3 separate regions of the Ovis aries genome follow, and all the other regions are linked to region 1. The links are chromatin contacts, called in public Hi-C maps. All regions are on one chromosome and are shown on one strand. Each heading gives the region's core, a stretch centred on a gene start, on an enhancer-like site or on the middle of the called end of the contact. The rest is flanking DNA. Distances are from core to core; before and after follow the strand shown.

What was found. A called contact is a pair of places that touch in the nucleus more often than the background predicts.
Region 2: a contact with region 1 is called in a Hi-C map of hypothalamus, with 3 times the contacts expected there. The contact joins two enhancer-like sites. A contact is called at or near these places in 2 of 16 Hi-C or Micro-C datasets (hypothalamus and tail adipose tissue).
Region 3: a contact with region 1 is called in a Hi-C map of hypothalamus, with 5 times the contacts expected there. The contact joins two enhancer-like sites. A contact is called at or near these places in 4 of 16 Hi-C or Micro-C datasets (hypothalamus, liver and tail adipose tissue).

Annotation. Positions count from the first base shown.
Region 1 is chr14:12,951,991-12,956,485 of ARS-UI_Ramb_v3.0, reverse strand. It overlaps BANP (BTG3 associated nuclear protein), which reads right to left. Exons shown (of 13, transcript XM_060397901.1): 3 at 4,308-4,399; 4 at 1,810-2,009. Among named protein-coding and RNA genes, the nearest start is that of BANP, 24 kb to the right of the region's middle. Within about 2 kb of position 2,140, at least 8 of the 54 cell types and tissues checked have an H3K27ac peak or open chromatin away from gene starts, as enhancers often do. A contact at or near this core is called in hypothalamus, where this site is marked.
Region 2 is chr14:13,315,517-13,320,011 of ARS-UI_Ramb_v3.0, reverse strand. All of the region lies in intron 4 of ZFPM1 (zinc finger protein, FOG family member 1), which reads right to left. Among named protein-coding and RNA genes, the nearest start is that of ZFPM1, 50 kb to the right of the region's middle. Within about 2 kb of position 2,176, at least 9 of the 54 cell types and tissues checked have an H3K27ac peak or open chromatin away from gene starts, as enhancers often do. A contact at or near this core is called in hypothalamus, where this site is marked.
Region 3 is chr14:13,257,698-13,262,192 of ARS-UI_Ramb_v3.0, reverse strand. It overlaps ZNF469 (zinc finger protein 469), which reads right to left. Exons shown (of 5, transcript XM_042231537.1): 5 at 3,548-4,495. Among named protein-coding and RNA genes, the nearest start is that of ZFPM1, 7.4 kb to the left of the region's middle. Within about 2 kb of position 2,447, at least 1 of the 54 cell types and tissues checked has an H3K27ac peak or open chromatin away from gene starts, as enhancers often do. A contact at or near this core is called in hypothalamus, where this site is marked.

The sequences.
Region 1 (4,495 bases), core at 891-3,390:
AACCCCGCAGACTCGTCCCCGTCCCGTCCCATGGGACCACACAGACCAGAGACGGGGAGCCTGAACATCGTGCCCCTGTCCCCAGGGACAACCTTTCCCCACACGGTGACAAAGCGACAAGCCACCAGGCTGTCCTCACTCAGGGCAGGAAACTTGCCTTCACTCTTGCCTCAGCTCTCAGAGCAGCTATCCTTGAAGGGGGGCCTGAGGGGCAGAGACCGAGGGGCTGACAGCCTGTGAGGACGAGAAGCCTAACACCACCTCTCTCCCCACACCCACTGCCAACATCCCAGACATTCAGATCGAGAATCCGGCTTATAACTCGCTGAGCCCAGACTCACCATGTTTCACATTCACACACAAAATATTTCTGTATAATTTTAACATAATGTGAATTTTCCAGAAATTTTACTATCATTTGAGTCTAGAAAGAACTGTACGTTGTTTTACTTGTCACTTTAACAGGAACCACCCTTTCTGTAATATTCCACCACCAACTGGCATCCCAGTTCCAGGGCGACAGCCTCCCGGCCGTCAGCTGACGTGGGCCTATCCACGGCCTCCCGACATAGCCCCCAGCCTTCTATGCATTATGACATGTGGTACATTATTATACGTTATACGCTCCCATCCTTTAGTTTTTTAAATTACGAGTTCTATTTTCTAGACATTACATCTTAGGGTAAGGGGTCATTACAAAAAATTTTCCTTTAAAACGGCACTGGTCCTGGCAAGTCTGAGTCTCTCTGCAGAGAAAACACGCTCCATCAAGTGTCCATGGGGAGAAAAGACACGACTGACCATCAGGACATGGTATAAACACTGGGTGAAACAGCACAGACCACCTGGCCTTCCTCTGGGGACAGAGACCCCTGGGGCCTCCCCAACCCTGGCTGGAGAGCAGGTGTCGGGGCCATTCTGTGTCCCCAACACACCATGACACTTCTGAGAGTTACAAGGGCCCACACTGCAGGTGTTGTCCACAGCCATCCCAGGCAAACCAACAGGCAGCCACTGGACGCTGGCCCGTCCATGAATGCCCTTCCCCAATCCCACGTGCCCCAAAAAGCACTGCCCCTTCCCCAGGGGGCAGATGGGGGACCCGCAGACAAGGCAGAACCCTGGCCGGGGCCCCTACTCCTGAGCAGCTCCCCCCCCCGCCGCCTCTTCCGCACTCAGCGGGAGGCAGCAGGTGGCCCAGAGACCCTTGGTAAAGGTCCCAGCTCTCATCAAGCACAGACAGGTGTCACCACCACCACCACAAGACCTCTCCGCAGCCCCTCGTGGGAAAGGACAGCAACACCAGCAGGATGGACGGATGCAGCCACTCCGGCCGGGGCTTCCACTCGTCTCCGCGGCTTGATGGTGCCCGGGACCAAGCACAGGCACCCCGATCAAAGGCAGGGACACCCCCACATCGGCCCACACGTTCCCAAGTCTCTGATTCCAACAGTACCTGAACTACTGCACATCCCACTACAGTTAGGCTCTAAACAGAAGAAAACCAAGAGGCACAATAAAAGATACAGGCTTGACTGGAAAGTCTGATACTCTCAAGTGAAATTTATAAAAAGCTATCTCTGAAGAAAGACAATCTCTCAAGCCTAGCCAGATGGAACAGGAAAAGAGAAGAAACACACGTCCAGCTTCAAAGCCTGGCGGGCCACTTCCAAAGCAGAGATGCCCAGCTCATGCCACGAAGAGGCTGTGAGGACGGCCCAGCTGCTCGGAAAAGGCCGTGTCTCGTCCAGGTCTGACTAGCGTCCCACCCTGAATGCCGAGGGCACAGCCTGGGGAGGGGGCTCTCACCATCGCACTTTGTTGCAGGTCTGAGTGGCGCCGAGGGGTGAGCCAGCCACCATGGGCACCTGGATGGGGCTGTGCTGCTTGTTGGTAACCAGGTCCAGCTTCTCTTCCAGGGATTTACACGTGGCCTCCAGAGCCTGCAGCTTGGCTTCAATGCTATCCAATCGCAAGCAGATTGTCTGGTTAATGGAATACAGGAATGACTGCAAGAGAAAAACAGAAGAGCTTCAGGAAGGGCCTCTGGAAGTCCAGGCAGACAGTTCCAAGAACACCGAGCAGCTCTCTCCCACACTCGGCTGCATCTGTCCCCACAGGACGAGCCCGGCACTCCAGCTCCACTTGTGAGCAGCAGCGTCTCAGGAAACAAGCTGGACCCTGTCCACTCATAGCATGACTGACTCTGCTGGGAGCAGCTGCAACTCTCAGTTACACTGAGATCCACAGAACACAGAACCTAAGTGAGCTTTATGACGTGAGTTTATTAATCAGTAAACCTACACGTAAAACTAGTCAAATGCATCTATGAAAACAGATTACACCCAACATAAGAGCCCAGAAACCTGCCTGCTCCCGGGACACCCACCGCCCCAAGGTGAGGGGTGGTGCCGCAGCTCCCGCGTGTAGAGCGGCACAGCTGCCACCTAGTGGCTGTTCGAAGAGCCGCCGCACCTTCCAGCGCTGTCACCCAAGTCCCGCCTGGGACCAAGGACCGGCTCAAACACCAGGTGGGAAGCTGCCGCCTCCCCCAGCAGCCACTCCTGCCGTGGGTCAACAGGGACACGGAGCGACGTGGGGTGTGCCCCTGCTGGCCTCGCAGCTGACACAGGGACGAGGCTGCCAGGCGGGAGCCAGCCCGTGATGGCTCAGCTCAGCTCAGCAGAGAGGCAGTGTCCAAGGCTCCTCTGATGTAAGCATCGTGACAACCACTCACCGGTAGCCGAAGTCCCAAGGTCAAATCACTAATGACCCCCCTATTTTTTACAATTTGAAGACATCAACCGTGCGGCTCCCCAATTCTCTAAACAGTAAAACTTCATCGTCTTAATCCTGAATTAGAAATGATTCCGCCTGGAGTTTGGATGAACATCAGTTATTACATACCAGTAACACAACTTCACAAATCAATAAAGCAAAGAAAGGCCGAGAATAGCACTTTTAAATAAGTCTTCTAGATACAAGTGAGATTAACCAAGAATCATCCAAATCTATCCTTTTAGCAGAGCTCTGGCAACCTGGCGAGCACACTTTCCCAAGGACGTGAGGGCAGGTTCCAGCTGCAGCCCGAGGCCCTGCTCACCGGCCAGGGACGCGGCAGGACCGCTCTCACTTGACCTTGTCCACGTCTGACTGGTATGCTATTCACCACACAAGCCTCTTCTGCGATGAGATTCTCACTGCATTTTATTTTTAACTATATAATGTAGGGTTACTGAACCAGTGGTCCTCTATACATTTATCTGAAATAGAATTTTAAGCGGATGTGTCTTCACCCACTAGGTTAAGGTCATGCTGCTTCTCCATGTTAACAAGATGACCCAGACGTTTTTACACAGAAGGCCCAGGTAAACAGAGAATACAGCTGTACAGCACAGGGAACTTTACTCAATACTCCATAATGAGCTGTACGGAAAAAGAATCTAAAAAAAAGTGGATACATGTATGTGTACGCTTTGCTGTACAGCAGAAACAAACACAATATTGCATAAATCAGCTAAAAGTTCCTTGGGTTTTCCTCTGCACTACAATCCTAACTTCTCACAGGAGCTGGCGTTCATCTCTGTGGCTCTGCAAACAGCAGACCCAACAAATTAAGCCAAGAAACAGCGATCGCCCACTGACTGAGCCAGTGGTTTCCAAGGCCCCATCTAGCAAATCGTAGAGTTTAGGTACCCTAAACAACAGACACACAAGTGCTTCATCACTGGGGGAATGGTGTGCATTCCCTCCGAGCATGCGAGGTCCATGGGTCTGTGTAGGAAGAGGCCACAGTCCTGGTTTATTCCCTGTGAGTCTTCAAGGGGAAACATTCATGGCTGTTCGCGCCTTGTGGGGGATTGAACAGTGACTCAGAGAAACGATATGTCCACATCCTCAGCCTGAGGACCTGTAAATGAAGTCTTTCTTGGAAACAGGATCTGGGCAGATGTAATCAAGATAAGATGAGGTCATCCTAGATGAGGGTGGCCCTGTCCTTGTAAGAAGCAGAAAAGCAACGGAGACTTGGAGGAGGCCATTGAAGATGGAGGTGGAGACTGGAGGGACATGGCCTCGAGCCCACAGATGCCTGGGCCCCCCCGGAGCTGGAAGAGGCAGGAGGGACCCTTCCTCGGAGCCTCTGAAGGGAACTCAGCCCTGGGGAAATCCTGATTTCAGACTTCTGACTTCCAGAACCGTGAGAAAGTAAATTGGTATTGATTTAAGCTCCTCCTCACCCCAAATTGTGAAAATGTTACGGCAGCACCATGTCAGATATAAAAAGCCACATATATTAATACTCTCACCTTTATAGAAGGGTCCTGGCAATTGATCTCTAGTCGCTGGCGTTTCAAAGCTGGTTCATCTTCATCTGTCACTACATGATTCTCCAATACAACTGAAAATCAGAGACAAAAAACACTTCAGTACTAAAGGTTTAACAGAGCTGTTTCATGTTAAGACAGTAAACCATTCCAACACCTTAAACATAAAG
Region 2 (4,495 bases), core at 927-3,426, 360 kb before region 1:
GAGGGAAGGGAATGGGGGCAGCTCACTCCCCCAGTGGCCTGGCCTGAGAGTCCAGCCTTTGAAGCGCCCAGCGGGGAGTACAGAGCTTGCCCTGCTTGGCCCCAGGAGGTTGGGGTGACCACTGCCGCCCGTCAGGCTGCAGCCCCAGGGCTGGGTGGGTTCTGGACTGCTCCTCTCCAGTGGGGTGGCCAAGCTCAGGCCCTGGGTGCCGTGTGCAGACTGTGTTGAGCTAACTGTAAGACCGTGTTATCTGCTGCCCCCTGGACGGGGACGTTTGTGCACCCTGGGGCACCTGTGGCAGTTGGCCAGGATGCTATGTGGTGGGATGTCTGGGGCAAGTAGCACTTGGTGGGGGGCGGTCCTCTGATGGGTTGTGGGCACCACCATGCCTGGTCCCATGGCTTCACTAGGCTTTGCTTGCAGGGACCATGTGGGCTCCAGAGCTGGGTACCGGGGTGCAGTCCAGACTCCCTGACTGGGAGACTTGGGAGGGCGCTGGCCCTCAATACACAGCGGCCTCACCGCACCCCTCTGCACCTTGCCCTCATCCTGTGGTGGACTCGGGCAGTCCAGCCAGCGGACCAGCTGCATGGCTCAGTCGTAACAGTCGTCCAGTGGGTCACAGGAGTGGAGCTGGCCAGCACCATGCCCTCCTGCCTGGGCCCCAGCATCTCTGCAGAAAGGGCGATGCCCAGAGCCTGCATGCCCCCTTGACAGACCTTGTGCTGCCGCCTGCTCTTGGGGTGGGTCACGTCCCTCTCTGAGACTTGGTTTCCCCTGGGGCACCAGGCAGTCACCATCGGTGTGGCGCCCACCCTCACTTTGGACAACACCTGCCTGGCAAGTGAAGAACAGGAGCAGGGCCACCCTTGTGCCTCGGGGCCCAGGAGGCCACCAGGCTGTCAACCGCCAGACGTCAACTGGAGGCGACGGGCTCCACCAAGGAGCTGGCTTTTGAGGGCCAGCCGCAGAGCTGGGGATCTCCCCGCTGGGAGGTTTTTGCCGCCCATAGCTGGGGACAGGCTGGGGCCAAAGTGGAGTGGGCGCAGCAGCGAGTGGCCGGCGGCTCCTGCATCCTGGCTGGCCCAACTTGGGCCAGCAGCTCGCGGAGGCGGGGGCTTCTCTGAGTCTCTAATGAATATTAATAAGTGGAGGAGGGAGAAAAAAATTAATCTGCCTGATCCTCAGATGGGTGCTGCGGTAACGATATGAAATCTAATTATTCGTCCCAATATTTCTAAACCCTCAAACTGAGACTGACAGCCTCCCGGTCGGTTTAGTGCTTATCACTCCCAGGAGCAGCGTGTTCGCGGCATGATAAAAGCACAGCCCTGCTGACGCTGCAGAACCCCCGATTCTCCACGTCCGTCCACGCGGAGGGCAGGAGGCAGCGCCATGTTCCTGGGGGCTCTGTGCCTCCCGCCAGGAGCAGCCCGTTGCCTGGTGGCTGCCCTGGACTGGCTGGGTGCCCATGAGGGTGGGCGAGGGGCAGGGGACGTGGGGACCCCATGCCTGACTCCCAAGAGGGAGAGGGGCCAGGAGATCCAGGGTTAGGACCCTTCCCCCTCATTCCCTTGGCCCTTAATACTCTGGGGGAGCCTGGCCCCCACTTACATGGGCAAGGCTGAGCCCACCAGCCCTGGCCTCCCCCCCTGCGCTTGGACCCTAGGGGTGCAGGCACCAGCACCCCGCCACAGTTCCAGGGAAGGGAGCACACCTCCACCCACCCTGTCCCGGGAGCTGCAGCCTGCCCTCCACCCAGCCCTGGGCGGTGAGGACAGATTTCAGTCTCTGCCCTCCCTGCTGTGAAGGGGCAGACATGGTTCGAGCTGCTCTGTTCTATCTTTTCTTCTCCCCCTCTGCCCCCCCGCCCCTAATTCCAGGCAGCCTGGGGACAGAGCCCTTTTCTCTGGTGGTTGAAGGTCCTGTGGGCAGCAGGGTGTGAGCCCTTCTGCCAAAACCATCAGAGACCGGCTACCTCCCCTCCTGGGGCATCCCAGGCTCACTGCTGAGCTTGGGTCTAGCTCGCTCTGGACAGGCTAGGTTCCCCACCCTGCCTTAACCGTGGGGGTTGCTTGGTCCCTTCCTGCTCCAGCATAGTGGGCGGCCCCTTTAAATTCTCTGGGTGCATCTGAGAACCCTCCTTGTTCCCCCAACAAAGAGGTCAGTGTCTGGGTTCTGTGCCCAATGATAACCATCAGAAACCCTATCTCTACCGCATCCGCTGTGACAGCCATATCTCAGGCTGTTCCCAAACCTGCCTTGCGTCCGTGAAGCAGCATCCAGGGGTGGCAGGGTCCTGGCTCAGAGAGCCAGACGGCCCGTGGAAGGCCTCCCAGGGCACCATGGGCAGGCTCACGGGAGGTCAGGGGCGCAGGCTGTGGTGGGCTCTGATCAGGCCTGCACCCCTGTCTTGTCAGTCTGTCCCAGAGGCATCCCCACCCAGGGGGCGGCTCAGGTGTGTCAGGCGAGAGAAGCACAAGGGACCCACCGTGTGCCATGCCTAGGCTGGGCATCTTCCCTTAGGGATCATTCCCTATGGCAACTGCAGGAAGAGGGGCCTCACCAGGAGGGCCCTTGTCTGGTGCGCTGCAGCACCCCACCCTCTGGCCAGTGCTCATCCTGCTGAAAGTTTGGCTCTGCCCGGCCATGACCACTGATGACAACCTTTGGGGGAGTTCCTGTGGGGAGAGCCACTCAGAGCCTGTGGTGCCCGAAGGCCCAGCTCCGTCTGCGTGGAGCCAGCTGACCTCATGTCAGCCTCATGGGCCGGGGCTGCCTGCCCAGACCTGCTGCTCCTCCAGAGGGTCCCTCCTGCCTCTCGTGGACGTCATGGTGGCCTTGCAGATAAAGTGGATGAGCTCTGGGAGGGCAGCTGGACAGATAGATGGATGGGTCAGGTTAGTGCAGGCCTGCTTGTTCATTCATCCATCCACCATCCATTTACCCTTTCACATATTCACATACCTACCTATCCATCCGCTCACCCACCCATCCACCCATCTTCTGCCTGCCCACAGATTCACCCACCTGTCCATTCTTCACTTGTCCATCCACCTTCCATTTATCCGTCCACTACCCACTCATCCATCCACCGTCCACCTGCCCGTTCACCCGGCACTCAACCTTCCATCTGACATCTACCTGTACACGCATCCATCCATGTATCCATCCAGTGTCCACTCACCCTTCCATCCATCCTCGTCCATCTACTATCTTTCTCTATTATCCATCCATCTTCTGCCCATACATCCAGCACTTAACCTTCTGCCTAACATCTATGTGCCTGTACACGCATCCATCCAGTTATCTAGCCAGTATCCACTCACCCTCCCATCCATCCACCAACACCCTTCCATCCACCTCTGCCCATTCTACCATCCAGGTCATCTGTCTACCATCTGCCTGTCCACCTATCCATCCATCCCTCTGCTTATCCTCCACTCTTCATCCTCTTACCCGTCTACATATCCACCCACTACCCACCCTGAACATTTCTTCTGCATCGGAGTACAAGTTTTACACTGCTGGGCCTCCAGCCCCTGGGTTTCCAGTGAAGGCCCTAGTTGCATCCTGGGGTATCTTGAGGTCCCACAGCGAACCAACTCTTGACTCCTAGCAGGCTCTGAGGACTGTGTGCTTTCCTCAGTCCCATCCCTAAGGCCTGGCGTGTGCGAGGACGGCCACCGTGCCTCCCCTCTGCTCTGCAGGCGGTCTAGGCCCAGGGTGATTGTGGGAAAGTGCTGCCACACCCCAGAGTTGCCCCTCTCCCACTTCGTCCTCCAAATAGCAAAGACAAGCTGCCTGGCAGGCGATGGGATGGTCTGGGGTGGGAGGTACTCGGGGGAGAGAGCCGGGCCCATCAACTGAGCTCGATAAGGGGCCCGCTGGAACGCTAGCGAAAATATTTAGACAATAAGTGAAGTATCCGAGAGGCACGCGTATCTTTAAGAAATCAATCATCTTGTACGCGTGTCTGGACACTTGGCGCCAAGGTGGAGATAGTGCCTGCTGGGAAGATAAGGGTTAATCAAGGATTTAATTCTGCAGGAGATAAAGCCGCAGGCCGAGTGGGCTGCCCTTCCTCCCTGGGCTCCTCTGCGAGCCTCAAAGGAGCGCTCCCTGGACACTATCTCCCGGCCTGGAGAGGGTTTCCAGCCTCACGCCAAGTCTCCCCAGGCTGACCTGTGCCCTGGGCCCAAGGAGTACAAGAACCTCCAGAGGGGAGGCTGCCGGCGGGAGGGGAGGGTCTGGGGATGGGGGGTGCAGTGGGGATCCCGGGTCTCCAGTCCCCTAGCCCCACCTTCAGGGGTGTCTGCTCTTTGGTCCTGGTCACGTTACCTACCCTCTTTGGCCTCAGTTTTCTCATCTGGACATTGGGAACAGCAGTGCCTCCCTTAGGCGGGGCTGGAGAAAATGAGGGGCCAAGTCTAAAGACGGGCGCCTAGCAGTTGCGTCTGGAACACACAGCTGTCCCTTGGAAGGGGCTGATCTT
Region 3 (4,495 bases), core at 1,198-3,697, 310 kb before region 1:
TACCAGCCTGGTGCAGGCAGGAATTATTATCTGAACATTTCCGAAGGAAGAGAGTAGGTTTCAGGAAGCTCACACTTCCCTGGCCGCCTCCTTCCTTCTAACCTCCCACTTCCTCCCGCTCCAGCACTGGAGGTACAACTGTGGACAGCACACAGGACAGGCACTCAGAGTCCAGCGGCAGGGGAGCAGCCAGGATTAGTGAGTGGGCCATGGGCACCCCAGGGCAAGCATGTCTCAGCCCCGAGGCCTCGGGCCTGGGCACTGGGGGGCAGCTGTCATCTTAGCAGGTGGTTAAGAAGGCTGCAGATAGGAGGTGCCACCTAAGCAAAGCCCCTAAGAAGGGGAGGGGAGGGAGGGAGCCAAGTGGATGGTGTGGGGAGAAGCTCCGGCCAGAGCCAGTGAGCCCCAGCACTCAGTCTTCGGAGGGAGCCCGAGAGTCAGGGCTGGACGGGTTTCTGGTGACGCTGCACCCAGAGGGGAAGGTGAGACCCCTGGCACTCGCCCTCCTGCCTGGGCCCAGCAATGTGCCTGAGTCTCTCGCAGCTGAGACTGCAGCTGAGACCGAGGTGTGTTTAGGCCCAGCTAAACCTAGGGAGGGCCCTGTCTGCAACCTCTCTCAGTCGGGGGCTCCAGGGAGGAGGCTGGTGGCCTTGAGCTGCAGCCCACAAGGCCAGGCCATCTGGTCAGGGAGGCAGACATTGGCCCGTGGGAAGGGGCTGTGGCCTTGGGTGCCCAGGCCTAGGCGGGAAGGCTTTGTGTGGCTGCTTCTGGGCAGTGGTCCTGCAGCCACAGCAGCGGGACCCTGGGCCCGCTGGCCACCCACCAGACAGGCAGAGAAGTGGGATCTCGCAGGGTTCAGCCTCAGGCTCAAGACCAGAGCCCACCACGGCACATTTCGGGTGACACACAGGACCAACAGCCTCCAGGTCCTGTGCCCCCACGGCGGTGCTTAGAGGGATCCCAGTGACGCGGACCTGGCCCATCCCTGGTGGCCCTCTCTGTGGGACCCCGGACGTATGGATTCTTCTGCCTGTGTGAGTGTGGCCTTCTACACCCTCTCCCTGGGAGGCTGGGTTCTCTGAGGCATCTGTGGCCCCTGCTGCTACTGCTAAGTCGCTTCAGTCGTGTCCGACTCTTGTGACCCCATAGACGGCAGCCCACCAGGCTCCCCCGTCCCTGGGATTCTCTAGGCAAGAACACTGGAGTGGGTTGCCATTTCCTTCTCCAGTGCATGAAAGTGAAAAGTCAAAGTGAAGTTGCTCAGTCGTGTCCAACTCTTCGCGACCCCATGGACTGCAGCCCACCAGGCTCCTCAGTTCATGGGATTTTCCAGGCAAGAGTACTGGAGTGGGGTGCCATTGCCTTTTCCCCTTGCCTTGGCCCCTAGGCAAGCCCATCCTAAGGACGTTCTCCAGCCATTCCCGGTGGATGTGGCCTCTGGCCGCCCAGGCAAGCCTCCCCCTTCATGGGGTCTGGGGACAGGGCCCGAGGATGGGGCCTGCCGCCTGCTCCACTGCCGGCTCTTTCCCTCCTGCAGCCCTATGCCCCATGCCCGGGCAGACTCCCGCGTGCTCCCTGCCCCTCCTCACCTGGTCCCAGGCACCATCTTCTCTCTGGCCCCGTGTCCGGACTGGTGGGGCCAAAGGGTCACTGGGGTCAGGCTTCGGGACCTGGTGGAGTGCAGCTGTCAGGTACAGCCTTCACCTTGCTGCCGACCCTCAGACTCCCCTGCTCCTTGCCTCACCTGGCAGATCTGGGGGGTACTCTGGCTTCCTAGAGGGGGCGAGCCAGGCCCTTGGGGCCCAGGCAGAAGGGCCTGTGGGGGCCAGGCTCTGCCTCCTCGGGTCCTCAGGGAGCCGTGGCCCCTGAACAGGGTCTGTGCCCACCAAATCCTCTCCCACTCCGTCCAGCCTGCTGTCACAGCCCACATGGGGCCCTTCAGGACGCCCACCCTGGACCCCTCGCTCAGGCCGGTTCCCACAGATGTGCCCAGAATCAGTCAGATGTGTGGTTGTGTGTGTGGGTGCTTGTGTGTGGTTGTGTGTATGTATGTTGTTGTGTGTGTGGCTGTCTGTGGTTATATGTGTGGTGTGTGTGTCTGTGGCTGTGTGTGTGGGTACTTGTGTATGGTTGTGGGTGTGTGGTTGTATGTGTGGCTGTGGTTGTTTGTGTGGTTGTGTGTGTGGCTGTCTGGTTGTATGTGTGGTTGTGTGTGTGGCTGTCTGTGGTTTATGTGTGGTTGTCTGCATGGGTGTCTGTGGTTCTATGTGTGTGGGTGCTTGTGTGTGGTTGTGTGTGGGTGGTTGTATGCGTGGCTGTCTGTGGTTGCGTGAGGCCTGGGAACAGTGCACCCGTGTGTGTGAGGACGAGGGTGCCCCGCGTACCTGTGACGTGCGTGTGTACCTGAGCTGCCCCGGCCTCGCCGAGCTGGTGAATGCTGCCACCTGCTGGCCAGGCTGCCACTGTCCACACACTGGGGCTCGCAGCCCTGCCGTGGGCTCAGGACCCAGGAGGGCAGGTTCACTCATGTCCCGCCCCGAAGACTAGAGCTGAGGGGTCCCCGATGTCATGCGCCTCTGCACCCATGGGCACCTGACCGTGCAGAGCGCCAGCCTCACCCCTCCCCCACCAATCACAGCCTGTGGCAGGGCCTGGACACCCCATCGTGCTTCCAGGGACGAGGAGGCCAGCCTGAGGCTGGCCGAGGCATGGCGAGCCGGGCAGGGGCACCCAGTGCTGCAGACCTGGCTGGCCCCACAAGGTGTCCACCACCAAGTCCTGGGATGGTGTTTCTCAAGTGTGGCTCCGAGCCCACTGATTCCACCCACTGCAGCCCCAACCCCCGGCTGGCACCCCTTGTCAGCTGCTAGTTTGTTCTGCAGCCCACAGAAGGTGTGTAAGTACCAGACAGAGGAGGCAGCCTGCTGGGCAGGGGGCATCGATGAGAGGGGCTGAGGCTGAGGGCAAGGACCTGGGCAGGGTGTCCCTGGTGGATGGAAGTGTGGGGCCAGGGCCTGGTGGGACAAGGGGAGTGGTGGGGTGGGTGGGGCTGTGGCAAGGTGGTCCCTGCACCATGTGCAGAACCTGTCTCCCTGTGGATGGCGTGGCTCCCCCTCCCACTGTCCAGCAGGTGTGGTTGGGGGCCTGCTCTGAGAGATGCACCCCCACTCTGCCCCCACCAAGCCCAGGCAGCTGTCAGGGGCTGGACAGGGATCTGCTGCCCTCCAAGTACTTGTCCCTGACACAGGGGTCTCTGGAGGCATCTTCAGGACTCAGGGTCCCTAGGGGTCAGAGCCTGTAGTGGGGGAAGGTCTCTGGGTCTGGTGCCCCCTGCTGTCTCTGTTGCCCTCTGGCTCCCTAACCCAGAGGGGCCTGCAGCGCTGAGGCACTATCTTCGCCGGGTTAACAGGTCTGGGACCTGGTGGGACCGCTGCACTGCCAGTAGGCTCTGCAGGGCCACGTGACCCTAGGACAGGACGAGGGTGGCAGCTTGGCGGAGCAGCAGGGTGGGGCTGGCGGGAGGACAGAGGCCACGGCGGAGGCACCCTGTGACAACAGTGGGCATATATTTGACAGCACGGATTGCTACGGTTTTTACAGTACAACCTCAGAGCCCCCCCCCCCCCACCCCGGGTTTATTCATCAGCACTAAAGAGGCACTCTGAGTGGCACACACACCTTTTACAAAAAAAGGCAGTTTGGGCTTGATTTGGTCTCTTTCAAAATATCAAAATTAGAACTTTTGACATACACACTGTACCTAAGGTTAAAATGAAGAAACAGAACAAAACAAACCACAAACCTCAGAGACACCTAAGGACAGAAGGTAGCCTCTCCCCACCTCCTGCCCCTGTGAAGACACGATTCTGTAGAAAGGACATGTGTGCCGGCCCCTGGGTCGGGTCAGTGCGTGAGCCGGCCTTGAGGGTCCCATCTGGCTGCTCCGACCAACCATGGGGCTGGGGCTGCACGCAGGCAGCTGGGAGCCAGTCAGGGCTTCTTGGGCCGCTGGTGCCTCGGGCAGCCTGTATGACCCCTAGCACCTCTTGGTCCGACCCCATCCCCCAGGTAAAACAAATCAAGGAAGCCTATATTCACATTACATGAAAATAGCACCAGAAACTTCAGAGTAAAATTGCTCATACTTGCAGCAGAGAGCTCCGTGTAGGAGACAGGCTCTAGAGAGGGCAACTACGGAGGCTGGGGTGGAGGTGGTGGGGGTGGAGACAGAGGACCAGGGGTCAAGGTGCACTAGAGACCAGCTTTTCTGTCAGCAGCACAGACAGTGGCCGGCACAACCCTGTGGTCAGAGGCCTGTTGTGCTCTGTAGGACTGGGCAGCTCAGAGATGGCTCTTTGGCCCCCATCTGATTTCTAGGGTTGCTTTGGAATTCCAGCAACAGCAGCAACGACACTTTGATGGAGGCTGCCACCATCTGACTGGTGGCTGCCTCAACTTAACTCTTGTTAGATGACAAGGGTTGGGGGGCCCTGTG